Regions from separate parts of the Arabidopsis thaliana genome. Here region 2 is linked to region 1. Evidence: chromatin contacts called from public targeted proximity ligation data. All regions are on one chromosome and are shown on one strand. The core of a region is the stretch at or near the end of the contact, and the rest is flanking DNA. Distances in the headings are between cores, read along the strand shown.

Region 1 (4,370 bases), core at 1,285-3,784:
ATCAATGATGCAAAACTGTTCATAAGTATTTAGTTTCTTGGTGAAAGAGAGAAGAAAGACTCACGTTTTAAGACCATGTGGGTAATTCTTTGATGGAGCTTTGAATAATGGCCGATGTTTGCCAGCATAAGCTTCAGAAGCTTCACTGTCTTCCTTTTCAGCAAACGGCATTCGGCCTTCGATCATCTAGAGAATCCGACATTGGAATCAATGACATGAAAAAAAATACTTGAGAAAGTCACAAGTTTTTAGTTTTTACTTACCTCCTGAACGATCAATGCAAATGAGAAAACATCAGCTTTTGTATCGTATTCTTCACTAGTGAAAACCTCGGGAGCTATATATCGACCTATAATGTGGATAACACCGATAAATTTTTATTATAACACATCCAGTAATGAAGACTCTTTAACCAAGCAGATCAAGAATTAAAGCATTCAAAATTTACAGTAACTAGTTGGGTGCGAAAAAGTACTTACAAGAAATGTCTTGACATGTAAAAGGCTTGTCTTCTTTAACAGTAACAAGCTTGCTTACTCCAAAGTCTGCAACTTTCAGATGCCCTGAATCATCCCGCAGAATGTTTCTGCAAATATAGTTTTACCAATGTCAGAACGAAAACAGAAAGAGTTTGCTGTCAGTAACTGCACATATAAGAGACAGAAACCACTGATATGGACAGTGTGACTCACGAAGGTTCAAGATCGCGGTGGATTATAGGGTCTCCTTTGATCTCATGAAGATAGCTCATTCCCCTAGGATAATTCGAACGGGTAAGATTTACAAGAGAATCTTATAGAACATATATAAACAACGAAGAAGAGACATATATAGCTTCAACTTGCATACCTAGCAATATCAAGGGCATATCTAACAGCAGTAGCTGGTTTCAATTGTCCTTTTCGTTTGAGCAATTCACGCAAATCCCCCTGAAGAATATATCAAATGAGATCTTGGTTTCGTGAAACTAAATGCAAAAATAATTTCAAATTTATCAGAGAAAGTCAGTACCCTGGGCAAATATTCAGTCACAATCATCATTGGGTTACTTTGGGTTACAGCACCAAGAAACTGCACAATGTTTGGATGCCTAAGCCTTTGGAGCAATGCAAGCTCATCATGGAACTTCCTCCTACACGCACATACAAAAAGATTATGGTAAGGAATTGGAATCCAAAACCTTAGAAGTTAGAACCGTCTACAGGATATTTACTTACACTTGATCGTCATCGCTCAAAACTTCATCATCCAGCTTTTTCACCGCAACTTGAATACCACGCCACATTGCCATACAGTAAGTTCCCTGAAACAAGAATCTTCACACTGTTAAGACAAAAAAGACTCAAACTTATAGATACAAGATCCATTACAGATGAAACATGTTTTTTACCTTTGTTATCTCTTTGCTTTGAGTGAAATCAAGCTCACTAGGATTTATTTCATACTCAGGGACTTCACGAGCAGTCTTAACGTGCATTGGAGCCATCTGAAAACATACAAATGTGTCAACAATCATGAGAAAAACAAATAAGCTTCCAATCAAACACCAAAACCAACATTACTAGCCAGATTCTTACCGGATGTTTAGCTCCATGTATCTCAAGAATCTTGATAACATCAATGTTCTTGTAAAATATCGCATCTGCAAATGGCTGTTTTCTAAAACGTATTAGATCACTAACAAACATCATCATTACTCAACATAACCAGAGAGACAATCACCAAAAAAAAAAAAAGCAATTGGTTTAGTTTCTTCTTACAGTGCTTCCCCAACGATCTTTAGGATCAACCTCAGCTTTCCGATCAAGAAGAAGCTCAACAACATCTTTCAATCCTTGACAAGCCGCCACGTGTAAAGCAGTCCGATCATCAATGTCTCTGTAATTAGCATCAATCCCTGAATCAATAAGCTCCTTAATCCCTTCAATGTCACCTTCATTAGCCAAATACATTAGTCTCACACCACCATCGATCTCTTCTCCATCCTCAAACACCTCTTCTTCTGAGTGAACCGACGGCTCCGGAATCTTCTCCGGCGCCATTGATGATTGCCTACCAATCGTAAACCTCGGCTGTTGATAATCCTCTTCCATTCCAACAAAAACCCTAAAACCCTGATTTGTATCCGAAAATCTCGGAGTGGGTCAACGAAAAATCAAATCTTTCTACAGTAAAGCTCCAAACTTTTTGGTACCCTTTTGAAAACAGAGACCCTAAAACCCCGATTTAAACCCGATTCACACAATCTGAGAAGAGATTGAACAAAGAAATCGCAAAGAGAATCAAAAAGGTTTCTTCTTTTTTGGTTCTGAATGAATAGAGAATTAAACCCAGCGGCGAAATTTATAGGTGAATGATGCCGTAATGGAGAAGACTAAGCTGGTCGGTAAGAAAGTCATCGGAGAGGAAAAGGAGAAGAACCAGCTTTTGTTGAGCGCGTGTTTGTCACGTGATTTTATGCGCGTATATAGACGTCATATCTGGCGCCACGGTAACAATGCGTTGACGAAAAGAGAGAATAACAAATCTTAGCCGTTGATGTAAACAGCGTCAGATGAAACTTAACGGTGTGGATGAACCCGCACGTGTTTGGATTCGATTCGGTTAAACGACTGCGTTTTACATGCGCCGACGAGTTTTTGTAAGTTTGTAACCAACCTGGCTCGTGAATTTTTAAAGTCATGTCTAAAATTAAAGACTTTTTAAAAAGGGGATAAGAATTATAAGATTACATGAGTTCTATTTTGGTTTGAATTCTAAAATGATATATTTACATATTTTCCACTTGTTTTCTTTATCAATTTACAGGGTACTTTAGTTGTTTCTTGATAATAGCCACTTTAGTTGGCCAAGGAAAAAATATACAAACAAATTGGATAAGGTTTCATGCTAAGAATGTGATTCAATTTATTGTGGTGTACATTGAATAGGTAAAGATTGACATCTGCATCCTCATCTTTTTTTTGGGGGTCAAATTTCAGTTTAGAACCAAAACTCGTTTAACTTACTTATTCAACTTCACAACATGTGGATTTGTATGGCTTTAACATTTTTTCTAATTTTTATTTCATCATTTGTCAACCTTTAGACTTAACTATCTTTTCAACCAGTTATGTATAACAACTAACATGCAAGGTCAAGATTTTGACATTCGTATCTTAAGACATGATGATAATCAATTTGTTGTCTTAAATGACAAGTTGTCTAATTATAGCTCATATGTTCCTGCTGAAAACATTTTAATATTACTTCTCCTTTGATTTCAATCCAACTTTATGGAGTTTCTCTAAGTGATTTAGTAACAAATGTCAACTATACATTCCAAATTGGTTCCTAGCTACTCTTATAGAGATGTTTTTCTATAGCTCATTTGGTTTACTAAAATTAAAAGAATATTCTAATTAATTAGATACGAATAGTGGTTGAATGAAAGTATAATAATTAGATTTCATAGCATCTTATTAACCAAAATTGGATACATACACGTCACATGAATGTCAACGTTACTTAAATAAAAAGTTTCAAGAAAGTATTATATTTTACGAAATTCGAGCAAAATCTTACCAAGTTTTGTCCTATACTCGTACTAAATTATGATGAAAAAACTTTACATTAAATTTTAAATCTATGTTAAAACATATGCACATAGCTATCATATTTTAGTTTCGACGAATGACAAGTTGTTTACTTATAGCTTTTTCCTCCTCCTGCACCCTTATCAATGATTCTTATCTTTAATGTCAATTCAAACTTTTTGAACCTTTTGTTAGTAATTTAGTAACAAATGTCAACTAGACTCCAAATTGATTCATGATTGTGTGCTTTTAAATATTATATCTTGAATCATCTTATTATGATATTATCAGTTTGATAAGAGTCCAATGATTCAAATCCTTGACTAGGTCATTCTTCTTCAAGATATAAACCAAAACACTTAACAAGAAACAGAAGGAGGAATATTCCCACAAGATCCATAAACTATGTTCATATTAACATAGAATTAAGCCAGAGGCAAAGATACATTTAGACCAAACCGATAACAAATTTGAGCCGAACCATGGAACATCATACCTTACTAAACCAATGCAGCAGATGAAAACCGAATAAGGGGAGACAAATTGCACACAACACACAAAGCACAAGAGGAAGATTGGAGACTAGGCCCAAAACCATAATATTTATTTACTTTATTTCATTTAAGAAATTAGAGTATGTTCGTCAACTTTCACCCACGATCCAACGTCTGCATCGGTTATCCATAATGCAACTCGATTTATCTTAAAATTCAATCCGTCGAGACTCGAATCAAGCGTGTAAGCTTTCTCTAACGCTTTCTTCTTCTCCCTCTCCGTTAAATCGCCGTAGAGTAT
Region 2 (4,370 bases), core at 1,184-3,683, 34 kb before region 1:
GTTGGCTATTGCATTTATCGCCCAATACTTGTCTTTGAGCTCAAGAAATATAGTTTACTAAAAGGCTGGGTTTTTCTGGATTTCTTACTCCCAAACCGATACAAGATCGAAGCTTTGCCTTCTGTTTCTTCGAAAATCTACCATGGCTGCTCTACAATACCTTGAATCGCAGAAAAATGCGCACCCAGAGCTTGGTGAGTGGTACAATTCGCTCGCAGATCTGTACCAGAAGAAGCTCTGGCATCAGCTCACTCTTAAGCTCGAGCAGTTCATCGCTCTCTCTGTCTTTCAGGTCAATCTCTTGAATTTTCATCGTTTCGTAGTTCTTCTGTGTGATTAGGGTTCATAGATCTCGAGAAAGTTAATAGGAGTCGTCATGTTAGACTTGGGTTTATAGAGAGATCTGAAGGATTCGTTCCGACTCTTAGGTGATTTTTCAGATTCATTGAAAAGCTTTGTATTGGTGAATTATCGCACTTCTGTGACCAAAGCTTTCGAATATTTTAGCTCAGAGATACCCAAAAACTCAGCTTTACAAGGTTTACAGATTTGTTAATGACGTGTTTCCCCCTGTTTATGTTCATAATCTTTGCAGGCTGGAGATGCTTTAATACAGCTTTACAACAATTTCATCACTGACTTTGAGACGAGGATCAATCTTCTGAAGCTTGCGCATTTCGCTGTTGTAGTCTCCCGACAGTATCCTGAGAAAGAAGCTGCAGTTAGTTATCTTGAAGGAGTGATTGAGAAGCTTAAAGCTACTAAAGAGTCAAGGATAAATGAACCAATTAGCTATATAGAAACACAAATAGCTTTGTTCAAGCTTGAGCAAGGTGACCAGAAGGAGTGCAAGAAAATCTTGGACGATGGAAAAAGCCTGCTTGATAGTATGACTGACATTGATCCATCAGTTTATGCCAACTTCTTTTGGGTCTCTTCTCAGTACCATAAAGTCCGTCAAGAGTTCTCTGAGTTCTATAAAAATGCTCTTCTTTACCTCGCTTATACGTCTGTGGACTCACTCTCGGAATCATTTAAGCTGGTACGTCCCTCTGAATGTTCTAATCATTCATATATGATATATGTAGTCGTTACGTTACCAAATGGTCTTTTAGCAATTTTGGATAAGTATTAGCACTCTATGAAAGGAAACTTACAGTGAAAAATGCTTTATCTCTGTAAATTGCTTTGTGTTCCAATCAAAATGTTAATATCATATACTTTCGTTTCTTTCAGGATTTGGCTTTTGATTTGTCGCTTTCAGCTCTACTTGGGGAGAATATCTATAACTTTGGGGAACTGTTAGCCCATCCAATTGTAAGTTTCCCTTCATCCTCCAAATTAGCAAACCACAGATTTATTCACCATTATAGATAAAAGAACACTGACATGTTATATATGTTATGGCAGTTGAAAAGTCTGCTTGGAACAAATGTGGAATGGCTTTACCACATTCTACAAGCATTCAACCACGGAGATTTAGTTCAGTACCAAGAACTCTGTCGTGTGCACAATGCATCGTTGAGTGCTCAACCAGCACTGGTTGAGAATGAGAAGAAACTATTAGAGAAGATCAACATTCTCTGCCTTATTGAGATCATTTTCAGGTATTCATTCTCTGTAGGAGTCATCTTATACCCATATACAGATGAAAACAAACTTAGTACTTAACTTGTATATAACATCTTTGCCACAGCCGACCTGCTGAAGATAGGACCATACCTTTGAGTGTCATTGCCGAGCGTACTAAACTTTCAATCGAAGATGTTGAGCACCTTCTCATGAAGAGCTTATCGGTGAGTACCTTTTTCTTTCCTCTCTCTTTCTCTCTATCTCATTCTATCAGTAACATTAAAAATCTAAAGAAGATTGGCAAGACGCAGACTCGAAATCTTCTTGAATGTGTGATTCTGTATTGGTTGATTGTGAAAACTGAGGAGAATGAGTTATTGCAGGTGCACTTGATAGAGGGAATACTAGATCAGGTGAATGGAACAGTTTACGTCTCATGGGCGCAACCGAGGGTGTTAGGAATACCGCAGATCAAGTCATTGAGGGATCAGCTAGACAGCTGGGTCGATAAGGTTCACACCACATTGTTATCTGTTGAGGCCGAGACACCTGATCTTGTTGCAGCTTAAACTCTTCTTTCCTCTTTTTTCCTTCACTGTTCGTTTAAGCTACAGATTGTAACATTCTCTGAGGATTAAATGCAACTTCCTTTTAAGTTTTTAGGTATTACAGTTATACTTTTGAACTTTGTTCTCCACAGACACATGAATCTATCCTATTAAGTTGAGTTTCATCGTTAGTGTTGCCTTTAAGGCTTAAGCCTATTTGCATAACAAATGGTCCAACTTTTGTTATTAGACGTGTGAAAAACTCATAAATCTCAAATAGTGGAATGAATCCAAATTGTCAACTTCTGAAATGAAAAGTGTAAGGGTAAAATAGTCAAAACATATTAAACCCCAATTATCACCATCGTTTCGTTTCAATCAAAATTTTCCGATTTTGAGATTTTGAAACAGAGCAGTCAAGTCTCAAAGACTCCAGCTCATCTGTCTGCTTCGTAAGCTGCTCGCTCTCTAAATGTTTTGTCTTCTGGGGAATAGATTTTAGGGATCATCGGTAGATGCTGTTGGATTGACATAATCCAGATCTGATTTCTTCTACAAAAACATAGCTTTCTTCTCTGGGAACAATAGATTTTGATTGTTGTTTCTGGGTTTTAGATTTCTAATGTTGGGGTTTTGGTGATTCGATTTCTCAATAATGCTTCAAAATCGAAAATTGAATCGGTTAGAGCTATTTTGGGAATCTCTTTGCGTTAATTCGAATTAGCATATTTGCAGAATAATCCAATGAGCTCTGTTTTTATTTGTGAATAGATATTGAGGTCCAAAGATGCAGAAATTGGCTGATTTCAAGCTTCCTCAATTCTTCAATTATCCTCCATACTTCACGTATCAAACTCTTCTTCAAAGTTTCTCTTTTTTTTTTTCTCTTAAAGATTATAGATTGAAGAAATGTTTCTCTTTTCAGTTTGCAGCCTGTGAGGGACACTCGTGAGAAACAGATACAGCTCTGGAAAGAGCTTATTTTGGATTACTGCAAATCCCAAAAGATTTTCTTGATTGGTGTTGAAGAAGATTTCCCTCTCTTCTCAAACTCTGCCATTGATAGTATGATCCTTCTGTCTTATCGTTTCGCTGTTAATCTTGTGGTTTTCTATGTTTTCAAGGGAAGTGTTTTAAAGCATTAGTTTCATTTCGTTTGTAGGATCTCTAAGTCATGAAGCAAGGGAAACATTTCTTTCAGCCATTGTTGGTGAAGGTTAGATTCTGAGTCGTTCAAGCGGCTTGTGTCTTTACGTTTTTTTGGTTTTATGAGTTCATTTTCCGGTGGTAGAATGAGGTTTCTTAGTCTCATAGTTTCATTTGAATGTGTCATTTTTTATCTATTGTCAGGGCGTGCGGAGTGGTTAGATAAAGGGCATAGGAAATGTCTTATTCTGTGGCACCGGATTCAAGATTGGGCAGACATTGTTCTTCAGTTTGTGAGTCACATGTGAATTAATCAAAGAAACTTTCAAAAAAATCGGTTTCTCTAATCGATGTCATGTATCAGGTGAGAGATAATGGATTAGAGGACAGTGTTATGACTGTTGAAGAAATACGTTCAGGGACAGAATCACTTGGAACAGGTATTTAACTCTAATTCTAGTTTTTCTAATATGATTTTGTTTGTGTCACACAATGTGAAATGGTAACCAAATGTTCTCTTTGATGTTTCAGAACTTCAAGGGATTGATCGGACGATTCTAATGAGGGCCTTAAAGCTGCTAGAGAACAAGGGCAAGCTTGCATTGTTCAAGGGAACATCAGCAGATGATGAAGGCGTCAAGTTCTCTGTCTGATGCTACTCTGTGTAAACGTTTTTGGTAATAACTTCTATTGGAAAAATCTTACGAACCAAATGGATATATTAACTCTTTATGTTTTTGATAACACTCATTCACTCTAGTCACACTTTTGAGTTCTATAAACTAAGAATAATCTCACTACATAAAACACTAAACACAATGTGTGTAGAAATTCACCATGGATTTTGCAATTGATGTGTCCAAAACATCTCTGGTAAATGATCTCTACAAGTACTTGAGCATAGTGCGTCCGTCTACACTAAGCTTCAATGCTTGCATGCCCCCTTTCCTGATGTTCTTTTGCTGCTTCTGTTTTACGGTTAGCTGTCACAAAGGTATCATATTTTCTCTTAGTTTTCAAATCAAAAATAGTCATTGATGCAGAAAACCATCATGATGCAATGCAAGTAGTGATCATCTTCTATATGTTAATGCAGGAAACTTA

Evidence for each region.
Region 2: a targeted proximity ligation map of shoot shows a contact between it and region 1, with 17 read pairs. A contact is called at or near these places in 5 of 26 Hi-C or Micro-C datasets (callus, leaf, root and 2 more), 2 of 2 datasets of targeted methods (seedling and shoot) and 2 of 3 other capture datasets (root and seedling).

The regions. Positions count from the first base shown.
Region 1 is chr4:10,373,408-10,377,777 of TAIR10.1, reverse strand. It overlaps AT4G18950 (Integrin-linked protein kinase family), which reads right to left and starts at 2,534. Exons shown (of 12, transcript NM_118012.5): 1 at 1,761-2,534; 2 at 1,578-1,652; 3 at 1,391-1,486; 4 at 1,218-1,303; 5 at 1,012-1,132; 6 at 850-929; 7 at 693-755; 8 at 480-586; 9 at 264-349; 10 at 65-186. The coding sequence starts at 2,093. It overlaps AT4G18940 (RNA ligase/cyclic nucleotide phosphodiesterase family protein), which reads right to left. Exons shown (of 3, transcript NM_118011.3): 3 at 3,883-4,370. The coding sequence ends at 4,197.
Region 2 is chr4:10,407,120-10,411,489 of TAIR10.1, reverse strand. It overlaps VPS25 (E2F/DP family winged-helix DNA-binding domain-containing protein), which reads left to right and starts at 2,433. Exons shown (of 8, transcript NM_001341313.1): 1 at 2,433-2,572; 2 at 2,892-2,966; 3 at 3,046-3,185; 4 at 3,283-3,336; 5 at 3,471-3,559; 6 at 3,631-3,706; 7 at 3,798-4,260; 8 at 4,363-4,370. The coding sequence starts at 2,908. The coding sequence ends at 3,919. AT4G19006 (Proteasome component (PCI) domain protein) reads left to right here and starts at 23. Exons shown (of 6, transcript NM_148355.5): 1 at 23-292; 2 at 596-1,042; 3 at 1,237-1,317; 4 at 1,411-1,607; 5 at 1,697-1,796; 6 at 1,956-2,342. The coding sequence starts at 143. The coding sequence ends at 2,141. It overlaps IWS2 (Transcription elongation factor (TFIIS) family protein), which reads right to left. Exons shown (of 8, transcript NM_001341312.1): 8 at 4,151-4,234. The coding sequence ends at 4,151. AT4G19010 (AMP-dependent synthetase and ligase family protein) reads left to right here. Exons shown (of 6, transcript NM_118019.3): 6 at 1-24.